Linked DNA regions of Oryctolagus cuniculus: all the other regions are linked to region 1. A link is a contact called in public Hi-C and Micro-C data. All regions are on one chromosome and are shown on one strand. Each heading gives the region's core, a stretch centred on a gene start, on an enhancer-like site or on the middle of the called end of the contact. The rest is flanking DNA. Distances are from core to core; before and after follow the strand shown. Region 1 holds the start of TMED7 (transmembrane p24 trafficking protein 7). Region 2 holds the start of AP3S1 (adaptor related protein complex 3 subunit sigma 1). Region 3 holds the start of CDO1 (cysteine dioxygenase type 1).

Region 1 (4,608 bases), core at 1,488-3,987:
CACCGTGTGAGCGGCTGTGAGCTGGCCTGTACAGTTGTGCAAGCCAAGGCCAATCTCGGCACGCTCGGCCAGCAGACCTGTTGAACACGATCAAGCCCAGGATGAGCAAAGCTGCCTGCCTGCGCCCTCGCTGGCTGGTGAGGATGAGGAGCCCTGCTGAGACAGGCCCCCCGGTGATGGATCGCCCACTGCACGGTAGGCTGTGAACGCCCTGTCTTCAGTCACGAGCTTTAGGTGTTTTTCCCACACTAATGGCTGATGCAGACACTATATTCTTTCCCTTATTCTGTTATGAAGTACAGCATATCTGCAGGAAGTGCACAAGCCATATGTTTAACAACTAACGATAAAGCAAGTGTATGAGGCTGGCGCTGTGGCATAGTGCTGGCTTCACATATGGGCGCCGGTTCAAGTCCCAGCTGCTCCACTTCCAAGCCAGCTCTCTGCTGTGGCCTGGGAAAGCAGTAGAAGTTGGCCTGATTGCTTGGGCCCCTGCACCTGCGTGGGAGACCTGGACGAAGCGCCTGGTTCCTGGCTTTGGATTGGCGCAGCTCTGGCCATGGAATCCATTTGAGGAATGAACCAGTGGATAGAAGACTCTCTCTCTCTCCCTCTGCCTTTCAAATAAGTAAGTATTCAAAAAACTGCGCATGTCCGCGTGACCACTGTCCAGGTCAGGGAATGGGAAGCACAGACCCCAGCCGCCCCCATCCCCCGTGACATCAGCATGCTCCTGCTTGATTGTACGGTTTCACCACTTCTTAGGGAAAACAGGTTGCTGTCCGCCTTTCTAGTCTGATTCCTTTCGAGCCTTGCCTCTCTGCAGTGTGGGAGTCCCTGGTGGTGTCCCACGTGGGGAGATCTCCATTGCTGCGTTGTGTCTCCCATTCGTGGCTCTGAGGGCATTTTTAGCTGGGACTGTGGGCAAGCTTTGGCGTTAAGCATTCCTGCACCTGTGTCCTGGTGTGTCCCACCGTGCCGGAGTTCCTCCACGGCGAGGAGCTACGTGAGCGCCCTGTGACTGCTGACTACAGCACAGACATTCGAACTGCAAAGCCAGGGGCTGGAGGCACGAAGAGCGGAAACTTCACCATGACGGGGTTCAGGAGGTGGGCGCAGTGCGAGGCGTGGGGCACCGGGGCCGCGCCTGCAGAAGGCGGTGGCCGCAGGGCGCTGGCTGTACGGCTAAGGCGGGCACAGGCTCTTCCCTCCTTGGCTGGCCACAGGGCCTTCGTCTGCACTGGCGCCATCACCGCCAGCCTCTCCAGGATGAACCAGCACACGGCTCTCCTTGCACCGTGAGTCTCCAAGACCTGGAGCAGTGCTGGGGGCCAGCCCTGGGCGCAGCGGGTAAAGCCCACCTGGGGCGCCGGTTCGAGTCTCAGCTGCTCCACTGCCCCGTCCCATCTCCCTGCTAATGCTCCTGGGAAAGCAGTAGAAGACGGACCAAGTGCTTGGGCGCCTGCACCCACGTGGGAGACCTGGAAGAAGCTCCTGGCTTCGGATCGGCACATCTCCAGCCATTGTGGCCAGCTGGAGAGTGAATCAGCGGATGGAAGATCTCTGTCTCTCACTTCCCCCTCTCTGTAACTCTGCCTTTCAAGTAAATAAATACATCTTCAAAAAGAATTAAAAGAGCAGTGTCCCTTGTCCAAGGTCACAGCGCTAGTAAGCAGAACCCTCTTTTCAACTTTCAAATTCAGCCTTTTTCCCAGGCACGCGCACAAACAGCGCTAGCTTCTGGTTCTCCCTGCGGCTGAGCCCCCGGGGGTCTCCTCCATCCCCGCCCCCCACCGTAGGGCGACAGGTGCCCAGGCCTCTGGGGGACGAGGGGCGGCCCCGCACCGCCCCCCCCCCGGCCTGGCCCCTGCCTTCTGCTTCCGTATATCCATCGTGCAGGTGCCGCCTCCCGGTGCCCGTGCACAGTAGGCAGCGCCACCAGCTAGGTCACCCGCCTGCCCGGTGCTCTACACACACTTCTTGTTTAGCAGAGGTGTATCTGGTACTTACTGCACTGTGCATGCCCCAGACACTGACACCTGCAGTAACCCTTCCTGGTACGCGCCGCGTCATTGCCCTTATTCACGGAGGCAGAACCCGAGTCAAGAGCCCCGGCGCCCGCAGCCGGGCACAGAAGCCGCCAGCCGCGGAGCGCCCCGCCCAGGCCAAGAGGCCACGCCCACTTCCGGGCCCGCCCCTCGCCCGGACCGCCGGCCGCGCCCACTCCAGGCCCCGCCCCTCACCCGAACCACCGGTCGCGGCCACTTCCGGCCCCGCCCTCCAGGCCCCGCCGGCCCCACCCCTCGCCCGGGACCCGCCGGCCACACCCCCTCCAGGCCCCCGCCCACCCGCCGCCTCGCCCCGCCCCGCGGCCACGGCGGGGGCGGAGTCGACGCTTCGCGGTCTTCCACGTACACTCGACGACACCTCCCGCCTGAGGCGAGCACATCCGGGTCGCTGGAGCAGGTGCCTCCGGCCCCGCCCCTTCCCGCCCCCGCGCACCCTCACTTCCGGCTAGCTCGGGCCCTTTCCGCTTGTTGGCTGCCGGTCCTCTCTCAGCTCCCTGGTCGTGCCCGGTTCCTGGCCCCGGCCGCTCGACGCCCCTCGTCGAACCCCGGCGGCGACTCCCCGCACCCGGGGCCCGGAGCGGCCTGCCCTGCGCCTGGAACGGCCCGCAGCCTGCCGCGGCGGGGAGCCGAGCAGCGCCGACTCCGTCGAGGCCACCGCCGTGTCGGGATGCCGCGGCCTGGGTCCGCGCCGCGCCGCTGGGGCTGCCGGCTGCCGGCGCCGCCGCCGCCGCTGCTGCTGCTGCCGCTGCTGCTGCTGCTGGTGCCGGGGCCCGGCGGCGCCTCGGAGATCACCTTCGAGCTGCCGGACAACGCCAAGCAGTGCTTCTACGAGGACATCGCCCAGGGCACCAAGTGCACCCTGGAGTTCCAGGTAGCGCGGGCCTGCGGGCCGCCGGCGTCCCCTTGCCAGCCTCGCGCGTGCCGAGACGCGTGGACTGCGGGGAAGCCCCTCTTCGGAAACAGTTGCTTTATCCAAAGGACAGCAGTCCTCCTAAAAGCCGCTCCTCCCCCCGTGGCCAGTGTCCACCCGCCCCGCGAGCGCACCTGCGCGTCCCCAGCGTGGCAGGGCTGCCCCGGTCCGGTCAGGGGTCAGTACGGCTCCTGGCGCTGGAGGAGTGCCCGGCGCGAGCGCCTGCCGAAGGGGGCGTAGAGGGCGCCCCCTCCTGAGCCTCGGGCCTCCGTGGAGTGGACACTGGCTTAGCGGCACGTGGTTTCCTGCTGGCCTCTCTTAGGCTCCTCCGAGTGCCGGTGATGCAGCCGCCAGAGCCGAGCTCGCGGAGCGGTACCCGGGGTCTGGTCGGGCCACGGGGTCCCTGAGGGCCTCCTCTCGGAGCGGAGGGTGATGTGCAGGGTCCGGCGTGGGGCGCCGAGGGTGTGCTGCCTGTGCCCGGCCGGCGTCCCGTCCCGCTTCCTGCTGGAGTCCGACGCCCCTGCGGGAGACCCAGATGAAGGTCCAGTCCCCTGGCTTCGGCTTGGCCCAGTCCAGGCCATTTTGGCTTTTTGGGCGGGTTGTCTGTCTATTCCTCTCTCGGTGTCACTTTGCCTTTCAAATAAATAACTGAAATTTTTTTTAAAATAAGAAGGATGGTTGATAGAGGCCTTGGTAAGGGAGGAGGGAGGCTGACCCGTGGTTGACACACGGAGCAGGAGGACCCTGACGGCGTCCAGGGGACTGCGGATGAGGAGCCGGGAAGAGGCCAGCAGGGCCCGGCCAGGTAGTGCCTTGCTGGCCACTTAAGGATTTGGTTTGTCCCGACAGCGCCGGAAGCCATCAGAGAGTTGTCCAGGGGGACACCTTGTGCGGTGAGGTGTGGTGGGTGGGGAAGACTGGTCAGGAGGTCACTGGGTGGCCCAGGCAGAGAATGGTGGTGGCGTAGCCGAGGGTGGCGGCCGTGGGGAAGGAGGACAGAGGGAGGGTTGGAGAGACGGAGTAGCCGCCCACAGGACTTGGTGGGGCGTGAGACGCGGTGACCACTTCTGCAGGTCTTGGTCATGGGTGCCCACGCTGCACTTCCTGCTCCGCGCACTACAGCAGCTGCGCACGTGTAGACAGTTGGCCCAGCCTTTCAGGTAGATTGGCTAGTTTTTAGGAAAGTTTTATATGAAGCGGGTGCAGTCCTTCCTTCCCGTTTGCTGATGGAACTGAGGCTTAGACAGGCCAAGACCCGAGGTCACCAGCTGGCGAGTAGCAGAGTCAGTGTGCAGACTCGTTAATCCTCGCTGAGCACCTCCTTCTGCTACATCCCGAAGGTGTGGCCTGGCCATGGCCTCGGGAGCCTGCCTGGCACATGTGCTGTACCGTGTTGAATGCAGCAGTGCGCGCATCCAGTGGGTACAGTGCTGCCAGGCGGTGGTGGCGCTCAGCCTGCAAGGACCAACGGGGGTCGCCCTGCACGGCGCCCGGGGCGGGAGGAAGAGGCACCAGAGGCACACGGGTGTGTGTGAGCTCTGGCGGGCTTGAAGTGAGGCGCATGGGTGTGTGTGAGCCCTGGCAGGCTTGAAGTGAGGCTCATGGGTGTGCGTGAGCCCTGGCATGCTT
Region 2 (4,608 bases), core at 1,129-3,628, 180 kb before region 1:
GACATGAAGGAAGAGGGGGACATGAAGGAAGAGGGGGACATGAAGGAAGAGGGGGACATGAAGGAAGAGGGGGACATGGCCACGTGGCTGTGGGAGGGGAGGACATGAAGGAAGAGGGGGACGTGGCCATGTGAGGGGAGGACATGAAGGAAGAGGGGGACGTGGCTGTGGGAGGGAGGACACGAAGGCAGGGAGAACAGAGGGCACTACACAGACGCCATTCCCGACACTGCCCTGCACAGCCGCAGCCTCCCCTCCAGGCCTCTGCACCCCTGCTCCTCCCCGCTCCTCAGCGAGAACTCATCGAGGACCCGGTCTCCGACACTCCCCCTTCACGGCTCTGTCCTGTCCGCTGCGCTCATCACCACCTGGCAGCCCCAAGTCGGCTGCTTCTCAGCTGTGTCTGTGCCCCACCGGCACAAGCAGCAGTCTCCCGCTCTCCTCCAGCTGTTACGCCCAGCCCTCCACCTACCTAAGAGACAATGCGTGGGTGCACCTGGTCCTCCCCGAATGTCCACGGTGGACCAGGGGCCAGGAACTCAGCTCAGGCTTCCCATGCCCCATGCCGGGGGCAAGAACTCAATCCCCCGGAACCCTCACCAATGCCTCCCAGCGTGTGCCCCCCGGCAGAAAGCTGGTGGGGCACGGGCAGGAATCACACCCAGGCACGCCGATGAAAGAGGCAGGCATTTTAACCGCCAGGCCCGATGTCTGCGCCTTCTCCAGACTTTCAAACAGTGTCTGTACACTCAGGAGGTAAACGACAGTGCTTACAAATGGGTGAAACCAATGCATCAGAAAGCTTCACCTCCACAGAGGTTAGATCTGGGGGAGGATTCGGAACCAATCAGTGATCTTAAATTATTCCTGAAAGACAAATGCAATTTATCAAAGACTGATAAACAGACACGTCTTCTAGGACCCCACTTCTACACAGCCAGTAACCAACACATTTTTTTTTTAATACTTTGCAGCTCGCTGCTCCCATCTCAGGAGCACTGTCACTCATGCGCCACCAAAAATGCCACCTGAGCCCCACTGCTGCCCCAAGTGCCTCTGCCCACGCTGACCGTGACGGCAACCGACGGAGGACAGCGAAACTGCACTTCCATCCCCGCGGGGCAGGAGAAAGACCCGGTCCTAAACCCGCACGGCACGAGTGGATCCACTGCCCGTATTGGGGACGCTGCTCACTGCGGAACTGTAGTTCATTCTACACCTGAGGAAGTTTGTTTCTGAATTCTTTCTATGATGGCACCGGCGAAACGGCCAGGAGAGACTGTCAACAAAGGCGAGTACTGTATGCGAAGCAAAAGGGAAACAATTTAGTGGCTTTTTTTTTTTCACTCGGACGGAGCAACCAGAATCTCATCCTGGATGAAAATGACGGTGGAATTCGGCGGCGCGTTCCGATTCAGGTTGGACGGGGCGGGGGGCCTGGAAGCGACTCTTCATTGCTGGCCCCAGCACACAGCCCAGCAGCCCGGATCGCTCACTCCAGCTAACGCCTCCGCGTCCGCGGCAGCGTTTCCAGCACTTGTCAAGGCAGCAACGACCCCCATCTGGGGCTGTCGTCTGCCCTCGCACGAGCCGCGGGGGCGTCTCGGGCACCCCGACACCACACGACAGGCGCACCTCCCGCTAGCCCTAGCCGGCGGCCCGGGCCCACCCACCCTCCCGCACTCGTCAGCAGCGCCCAGCGTTATTTCCGCTTCCCAAAGACACGCTGTCACCGGCACTGCTATTCACCAGAGGCGAAACTGTGCACCAGGGCCAACTCCCTCCCGCAGGAATACGCCAGGCCGGAGGCTGCGACCGCGGCTCCCGGGCGGCGCGGACAGGACCCGCAGGTCCTCACCGCAGACACCGCCGGGTCGCCCGGGCTCGGGGCCAGGGGCGCACGCCCCGGAGGCCGCACCGAGCGCGGAGGCCAGGGGCGGCCCCCGGAGCAGAGCAGCCGGCCGGCGCACCTGCCGGGGCCGCGGCCGCCAGGGCCCGCGCCGCCGCCGGGGAGCCACGTCCGAGGCCGGGGGCGGCGGGGCGGGGGCGGCCGGCTCCCGCCCACCCGACGCGGACAACCCCGAGCCCCAGGCCCGCCGCGCGCCGGAGGGGGTCGCTCCGAGGCGGCGGCCGCCAACGACTGCCCCTCGGCCGGCCCGCGGCGGCCGGACACTCACGTAGGGCTGGTAGAACTTGGAGAGCCGCGGCTTCCCGTGGTTGTTGAAGATAAGGATCGCCTTGATCATGGCTGGGCCGCGCCGGGCCGACCCGGTGGGCGCTGGCGGCCGGGGCGGGGGCGGGCGCGCGAGCCTCGCCTCAGGATCTGGCCGGCGAGCCTTCCCCACCCGCCCCCTGCCACGCGCGCGCGCGCGCTCCCGAGCCGCGGGGCGGGGCCTCGGTGGGGCGGGGCCGGGAGGGGCGGGGCTGGCTCCGAGGAAGCGGAAACATGGACCGGGCGGGGCCCACAGGGCGCGGGGTGTCTGCGCGCTGGGCCGCCCAAGAGGACTTTACCCACGACCCCCTTCCCGAATGTCTCTCTCCGGAGTAGACATTATCCGCTACCTTAACGGTCAGAGCCAGCGACAGCTCGATTTGGGGGACTCACCGGCGACCCCAACTTCCACTGTCGGGTCAGACTCCCCTACAGCTGAGCGTCCTTTGAGACACTCCACGTGCAGGGCCCGCCCCCCGCACGTGCTCAGCCGTCACTTCCGCCCCCCGCTGCCTCCCAGGGAAGATGGCGGAGGAGCCGGAGGCAGTGTTGCCTCTTCCTCCGCTCGCTGCTGCTGCTGGCGGCGAAGGACTCCCGGAGGGCTCCCCGGAAACAGCCACGCCGGAGCCCCCTTCTTCCGCTGCCGTCTCCCCGGGGACGGAAGAGCCTCCTGGCGACACCAAGAAGAAAAGTAATTTGGGGAGCTTCCTTGTGGGCAGGGAGGTGGGTGGTTAGACGCGCGCGGCTGCAGGGGTGGAGGCCGATAAAGAAGCGAAATTCAGAAAGCAGGCGGTGAGCGCTCTCTGAGGGAGCGCCCCTCGCGGGAGCCCGCTCGAGCGCTCGGGGGCGCGCAGCCGGGCCCGGACCACCGCGTCCGGCCGGGCAGCGCAGCCTGGGCCAGCCCGCCCGCGTCTGCAGGTGCGCGCCGGCTGAGGTCTCGGCAGCTCTGCGCACTAGCCGAGGAGCGCCTCGTCTGAGTAATGATCAAGGCGAAAAGACTTAGAATTCCTGCCCTCCACCCGTCCGGGGTTTTCCCACGGTTGAGCGTAAATTCACTTCTTGCACCAAAAACAAAAAAAAAACCTGGAATTTTACGCAGCGCGAGAACCGCCAAGGAAACAGTAAAGGCAGAGGCGCGCTCTGCCCGAGAGTGTGGGCCCTCTGCCGGCGAGATGGGCCCTCGAGAGTTCGCGTGCCCCTGTGAACTGCGGGGTGCTCTGGGGTGGGCTGTCCTGAGCGCTCTGCAGCGTGGGAGCTGCCCGCAGGACAGACGAAAGCCGGCTGGAATCCCGAGGTTGCCTCGTCGCGGGCGGCGCTCCCTCCGGCCCTTCCCGCCCTGTGGGCCCCCGGCGCGGCCCTGACCCCGGCGACCCGGCCCTTCCCTCCCTGCGGACCCCCGGCGCGGCCCTGACCCCGGCGACCCGGCCTCTCCCGCCCCGCGGACCCCCGGCGCGGCCCTGACCTCAGGGACCCGGCCCTTCCCTCCCTGTGGACCCCCGGCGCGGCCCTGACCTCAGGGACCCGGCCCTTCGTTCCCTGTGGACCCCCGGTGCCGCCCTGACCCCGGAGACCCGGCCCTTCCCTCCCTGTGGACCCCCGGTGCAGCCTGGACGCCGGGGACCCGGCCCCTCCCGCCCTGCGGACCCCCGGTGCAGCTCTGACCTCAGGGACTCGGCCCCTCCCGCCCTGTGGTCCCCCGGCCCGGCCCTGACCCCGGGGACCCCCGGTGCGGCCCTGACCCTGGGACGGTCCCGTCGCTCCCCCGCGGTGCGCTGGGGTCATTTCTGTAGACACCCACCGCGGTATTTCTCCAGCAGAACCCTGGAACTCACAGAACTCTGGCTGTTTTTTTCTTCTAGTTTACCATAAGCAGGGGCAAACTTCGAATTTGCTGTTGTGATATAAAACTTGGTTTCTAGCGAGGAAGAAAGGTGTTTGAAGCAGGCCAGGGTTCTCCCAGCCGCGAGGCAGGGTGAGCGGGGGAGATGGTGGACCTAGCAGCCGCCCGCTCCGAGGGCTGAGTAGCTGGTGCTGACCGTCCCCGGGCTGGGCTGTGCCGTCTGGCTGCGGAGGAGTGAGCACCTGTGGAGTAAGAGCCGCTGTGATGCAGCTGGACCCTGCTGGGGCCTTGAGCGGCCCTGCTCCTGCTGCAGTCCCGCCCCTCCTGGGGATGCCTGGTTGAGGCTGAGCTGTGGGCTTGGCTGACAGAATCCCCTCTGCTGTCTCCAGTGCGTCCCTCTTCCCCAGGTGACTAAAGCTGGGGTCCCTAAGTAGCTCTGGAGCTGAAGGCTAAGTGGGAAGAAACCAGCGCCCTGGGTGCTTGGCAGGAATAAACTCGAATAAATTGGGTCTGACTCATTGCGTCTCAGCTTTGAATGCCAGAGCAGCAAGGCTGT
Region 3 (4,608 bases), core at 1,052-3,551, 160 kb before region 1:
AGTTGGGTTGGAAATGGAGCAGCCAGGACTCAATCCAGCACCCATATGGGATGCCTGTGTTGCACACAGCAGCTTAACACTGTGGCACAATGTCTCTTAACACTTCAGTCATATAGAACTACCTCAATACATCTTGGCATTCTACTTATGTAATAGAGCCTATAATGCCACTGACGGGTGAGGTTGCACTGGCAACTCTGCGGGAGAATTCTGGCATCAGTCTACTAAACAGCTCTGAACCTCAGGACCCCTACAGAAAGTCTGGCAAGTGAAGTTACCAATTACCAATTTGCTTCACCATGCGTGCACCCAGATATTTCTTGAGTAGCTGTCCTGCACAAAGTACTAATGAGGATATAAAAATAAAACTCAGAGCCTGTGCTAAGGGTTCGCAGCCCCCAAAGAGTGACGAATGCTCAGGCTCCAGTTGTCAATGCAAAGAAATTGCCAATCTGAGAGGAAAGCAGGTGCTAGACTTTAAAATTTGAACATGTTGGCCGGCACCGTGGCTCACTTGGCTAATCCTTTGCCTGCGACACTGGCACCCCGGGTTCTAGTCCCAGTTGCGGCGCTGGATTCTGTCCCAGTTGTTCCTCTTCCAGTCCAGCTCTCTGCTGTGGCCCGGGAAGGCAGTGGAGGATGGCCCAAGTGCTTGGGCCCTGCACCTGCATGGGAGACCAGGAGGAAGCACCTGGCTCCTGGCCTCGGATCGGTGGCACAGCGCACTGGCCGTGGCAGCCATTTGGGGGGTGAACCAACGGAAAAAGAAGACCTTTCTCTCTCTCTCACTTTGCCTGTAAAAATAAATAAATAAAAATTTGAACATGCTGAAATGGCCTTGTAGAATACAGGCAGAAGGAAAGGAAGGGAATTAATCCAAAGGGTCTGTATTGGGGGAGCTGGAACCATGGAACCAACTTCTGGAGGCTGGCACAGGAATCCAGCCGCAATGAAACAGACTGAAGGAGAGCAGCAAGCTTTGCACGGAGGTGAATCCTGAGAGGAATGGAGGCAGAGACGCTGCAGTGACAGAGAGGGGCAGTGGTGCTGGCGAGGTCCCCGCAGAGCCCCGGCGCCCGGCTGCAACAGGTGGAACCTCTGGACAGGAGTTGCAAACACTGAAGTGGCAGAGGGTGTCAGACTGCACCCAGCTGTGAGAATGGGGAGGCGCCAGGTGGAGGCTGACACTGCCTGCGGGCCAGGGGAGGGTTTAAGAGCACAGCCGGTGAGGAAACGCGAGTGTGAGTGACCAGCAGAGATCCTCGAGGACACTGAAGATCCGCGAGGGACTGGAGAACGCAGAAAGTGAACCGTCAGAGGAGTGCCAGATATGCAATGCGAAGCCTAAGCTCGTATTTGATTTCTGTTGCCGGTTCCAAAGAGGAATGGGTTAGGAGAGCTGACGATAGGGAATTAAGGTGCTCCAAAATTGAGAAGACAAAAGTGTGCAAGTCAGTGACTCCCGCAATACCCTGAAGGGCACCTGCGGCGGCCAGTTCTGCGGGAGTCCAGGATTTACAGTCCTGAGTCGGAATCATGCCCTAGGAACCCACACTTGCATTTCCTCCTCCACGTGTTTCTTCTCATTTCAACCTGGTGTAACTCGCGGCGCTCCCCAGGCACGCGAGGCGGGACCCACGACACGCAAATGTGTCTCGGTATGCGTGACCCCAGAGGCGCAGGCCCCGGACCCCCGCCCGCGGCCGCCAGCAGTCAGTGGCAAGGTGAGAGTCCCCCACCGGATACACCGCTGGGCAGCGTCTGAGACTACAGCCAGAGGCTCCTGGGGGCTGGCTCTCCACCTTCTCACCCTGGAGAGACCCCAGCCGCCTCTGTGCAAACGCGACCGACGTCCCGGCTCTGCGTCTCAGTCCAGACACCGGCCCCTGCCTCGGACCCCAGCCAAGCTCCCAGGCGACCGAGCAGCCGCGCCCAGCCCCCTCTGGATTCGCTGACCCCCAACGAGTCTTCAGCTGCGTTTGGCAGGAGGGGGTCCGCCCATGCCCCGGGCCGTCCTCCCCAATCCTTCCTCCGCGGCCCTTTCTGTCCACGTCTGGGCAGGGGGCCGCCTGCGGGGAGGCTGCGCGGGCGCGCGCTGTGGTGGGCGGGCAGACCGCGCGGTTGAGGAGGGGGCGAGGTGCCCGAGCCCTGCCGCGGGCGCAGGGCCGCGGGAGACAGCGGGGCGCTTGGCAGCGCCCGCAGCGAGCGGGAGCCCCGGGCTGTGCGCATGGGGGCCTGGTCGGCACGCCCTCCCCGCCTCCGCCGCTTTTCCGGGGTGGCTCCCACTCGCTCCACCCCCCGAGGGCCGATGGTTCAGTCCCGAGGCTTAAAAGCGGCCCGGGAGGACGCCCTCGGCGGAGTTGATGCGGGTTGGCGAGCGCCGCGCTGCCTGCGGTGGCGTCTCGATCGCGGGGGCCAGGGAGTAGTCGGTGCGTGCGGGCTGCGCCTCTGTGTGCCGGTGCGCGCCTGGGCCCCTAGCCCGCAGCCGCAGCGAGACGCGCGCCTGGGCCCCCGGGATGGAGCCGACCGAGGTGCTGAAGCCACGAAGCCTGGCCGACCTGATCCGCATCCTGCACCAGCTCTTCGCCGGCGACGAGGTCCATGTGGAGGAGGTGCAGGCCGTCCTGGAGGCCTACGAGAGCGACCCCGCCGAGTGGGCGCTCTACGCCAAGTTCGACCAATACAGGTGAGCGCGCCGCCCCGGCCGGGCCTTGGGTCCGCCGAGGGGGCGCAGGGCCCTAGCTCGCGCAAGGTGGACGCTGCCGGCCTCGCTGGTGGAGACCGAGGCGGCCCGGCGCGCGGCAGGCTCGCCCGCAGCTCCGTGGACGCCCGCGGCGGTGCGTCGGGCCTCTGCCTGGCGACACTGCGCCCTGGCTGCCCTCACCCACGCGCCTTCGTGACCGCCGACCTGCCGGGTGCCCGGTTGGTCACATCAGCCACCGGGTTTCAGACTGAATGCGGCGTTTCCAGCGGGGCACGAGCCGCCTCCTCATCCCGTGGTGCAGGCTGGAGACGCGCTTCCCGCGCGCCGCGGAGAAGCGGGGTCCCGGCCGGCCTGGGGCGCGGGCGGAGCTGCGTGTCCGCGGGGCAGCAGCTCCTGCGTCCGCAGGGCCGGTCGGGGAGGGGAGGGAGGGAGCAGAGGGAGGAAAACAAGCCCAGAGTCCGGTTTGTTTTTCTTGGAGGCGGTTTTCGTGAGTGCTGTGAGGTTTCCTCGGCCTTCCTCTCTGTTGGAGGACCTGCATTGGGAAAAGCGAGTCCAACTTAGGAGCCCACTGCCCACCTGCAGGTAGCAGTTCCCTGGGCCCCTGTCGGCCCGGCTCGTGGTCGGTCCAGCTGTGGCTGGGAGTGACGCTGCTACAGTGTCCACACTCTCAAGTGCTGCCCGTGTGCTCTGCAGGTGAACAAGGGCTTGCGGGGGCCAGGACCCTCCTCAGAAAGGCCCGTCGTGTCCCTGGTCACCGGCGGAGGATGGTAGGCAGGCAGCAGGCTGCGTGACCCACACAGACTGCCTCTGTCGGAGCTCGGGACGGCGGGGCTGTTCCAACTAACCCCGGCGCGCGGCGCTGTAACAGGCGGATAGCGCGGCAGAGGGACTTTGAAAAAGCCCATGGAAAAATGGAATTAAAGGAAGTTTACTTGGGTGCAGAAAAAGCTTGCTCTCAGAGGCGGGCATTGGGCATGCTGGGTGGGAGGCCCCTGTCCCCCAGCCACCAGAGTCCTTGCGATTCACTCTGGCTCCTGGACGCAGCTTCCTGCTGGAGCAGACCCTGCAGGGTGGCGGGAGGATCAGCGGGGTGGGGTCCTGCCATCTGGGTTGTTCCTGGCAGCTGGCCTGGCCCAGCTCTGGCATTTGCAGGCATTCCGAGACTGAACCAGCAGTCTACCCTCTCCACCCTCTCACTTAAATAAAGAAAGGCTTGAAGATGTCTGGAAATCAACGTGTGGTTTTATCATAATAGGCATTTTTACTGTGAACGTTTTGCAGATCTCTTGTGTATCTGACTGGCTTATTATTGTCCAAGCGTTATTGACTAACCAGACTGGTTTGTACCAGCTCTTAATTTTTGGAACAAGGTCATTTCCAGGGGCCTTGAGTTATTTTTTTTCTTTGCAAGTGGATTTTTCAAATATTTATTTTATTTATCTGAAAGGTAGGATTAGAGAGAGGGAGAGTCAGAGGGAGAGACCTTCCAAGCACTGGTTCATGATCCACATGGCTGTAACAGCTGGGGCTGAGCCAGGTCGAAGGCAGGGCTCCAAGCACTTGGGCCATCCTCTGTGGCTTTCCCAAATGCATTTGCAGGGAGCTGGATTGGAAGTGGAGCAGCCAGGACTCAAAGCAAACCAGTGCTCATATGGGGTGCCATAGAGCCATGGTTTAACCGGCTGTGCCACAGCGCTGGCCCCTTGTGAGTCTTGATTGCGAGCTCTGAACTGCAGCTGGTGGGGTTGGCGGATCTGCGGGGCCGTGGCTGCCGCTCATGCAGAGGCGGGCTGGGGTCCTGAGCAGGCAGTTTCGGAGGAGAGGGCTGAGGGGAATGAGCTGCCTCTAGGACTCTGCACTGAGTGGACGCCCAGCACTGGAGGGGTTCTCATCCTTGCCTCTGC

What was found. A called contact is a pair of places that touch in the nucleus more often than the background predicts.
Region 2: a Micro-C map of ear pinna shows a contact between it and region 1, with 4 times the contacts expected there. The contact joins the promoter of AP3S1 here to the promoter of TMED7 in region 1. A contact is called at or near these places in 4 of 6 Hi-C or Micro-C datasets (ear pinna, psoas muscle, skin fibroblasts and 1 more).
Region 3: a Hi-C map of liver shows a contact between it and region 1, with 4 times the contacts expected there. The contact joins the promoter of CDO1 here to the promoter of TMED7 in region 1. A contact is called at or near these places in 4 of 6 Hi-C or Micro-C datasets (ear pinna, liver, skin fibroblasts and 1 more).

What each region holds. Positions count from the first base shown.
Region 1 is chr6:5,870,926-5,875,533 of mOryCun1.1, reverse strand. It overlaps TMED7 (transmembrane p24 trafficking protein 7), which reads left to right and starts at 2,737. Exons shown (of 3, transcript NM_001204345.1): 1 at 2,737-2,940. The coding sequence starts at 2,737.
Region 2 is chr6:6,048,948-6,053,555 of mOryCun1.1, reverse strand. AP3S1 (adaptor related protein complex 3 subunit sigma 1) reads right to left here and starts at 2,378. Exons shown (of 7, transcript XM_070076018.1): 1 at 2,178-2,378. The coding sequence starts at 2,246. ATG12 (autophagy related 12) reads left to right here and starts at 2,427. Exons shown (of 4, transcript XM_051844094.2): 1 at 2,427-2,903. The coding sequence starts at 2,738.
Region 3 is chr6:6,030,957-6,035,564 of mOryCun1.1, reverse strand. It overlaps CDO1 (cysteine dioxygenase type 1), which reads left to right and starts at 2,301. Exons shown (of 5, transcript XM_017340994.3): 1 at 2,301-2,686. The coding sequence starts at 2,517.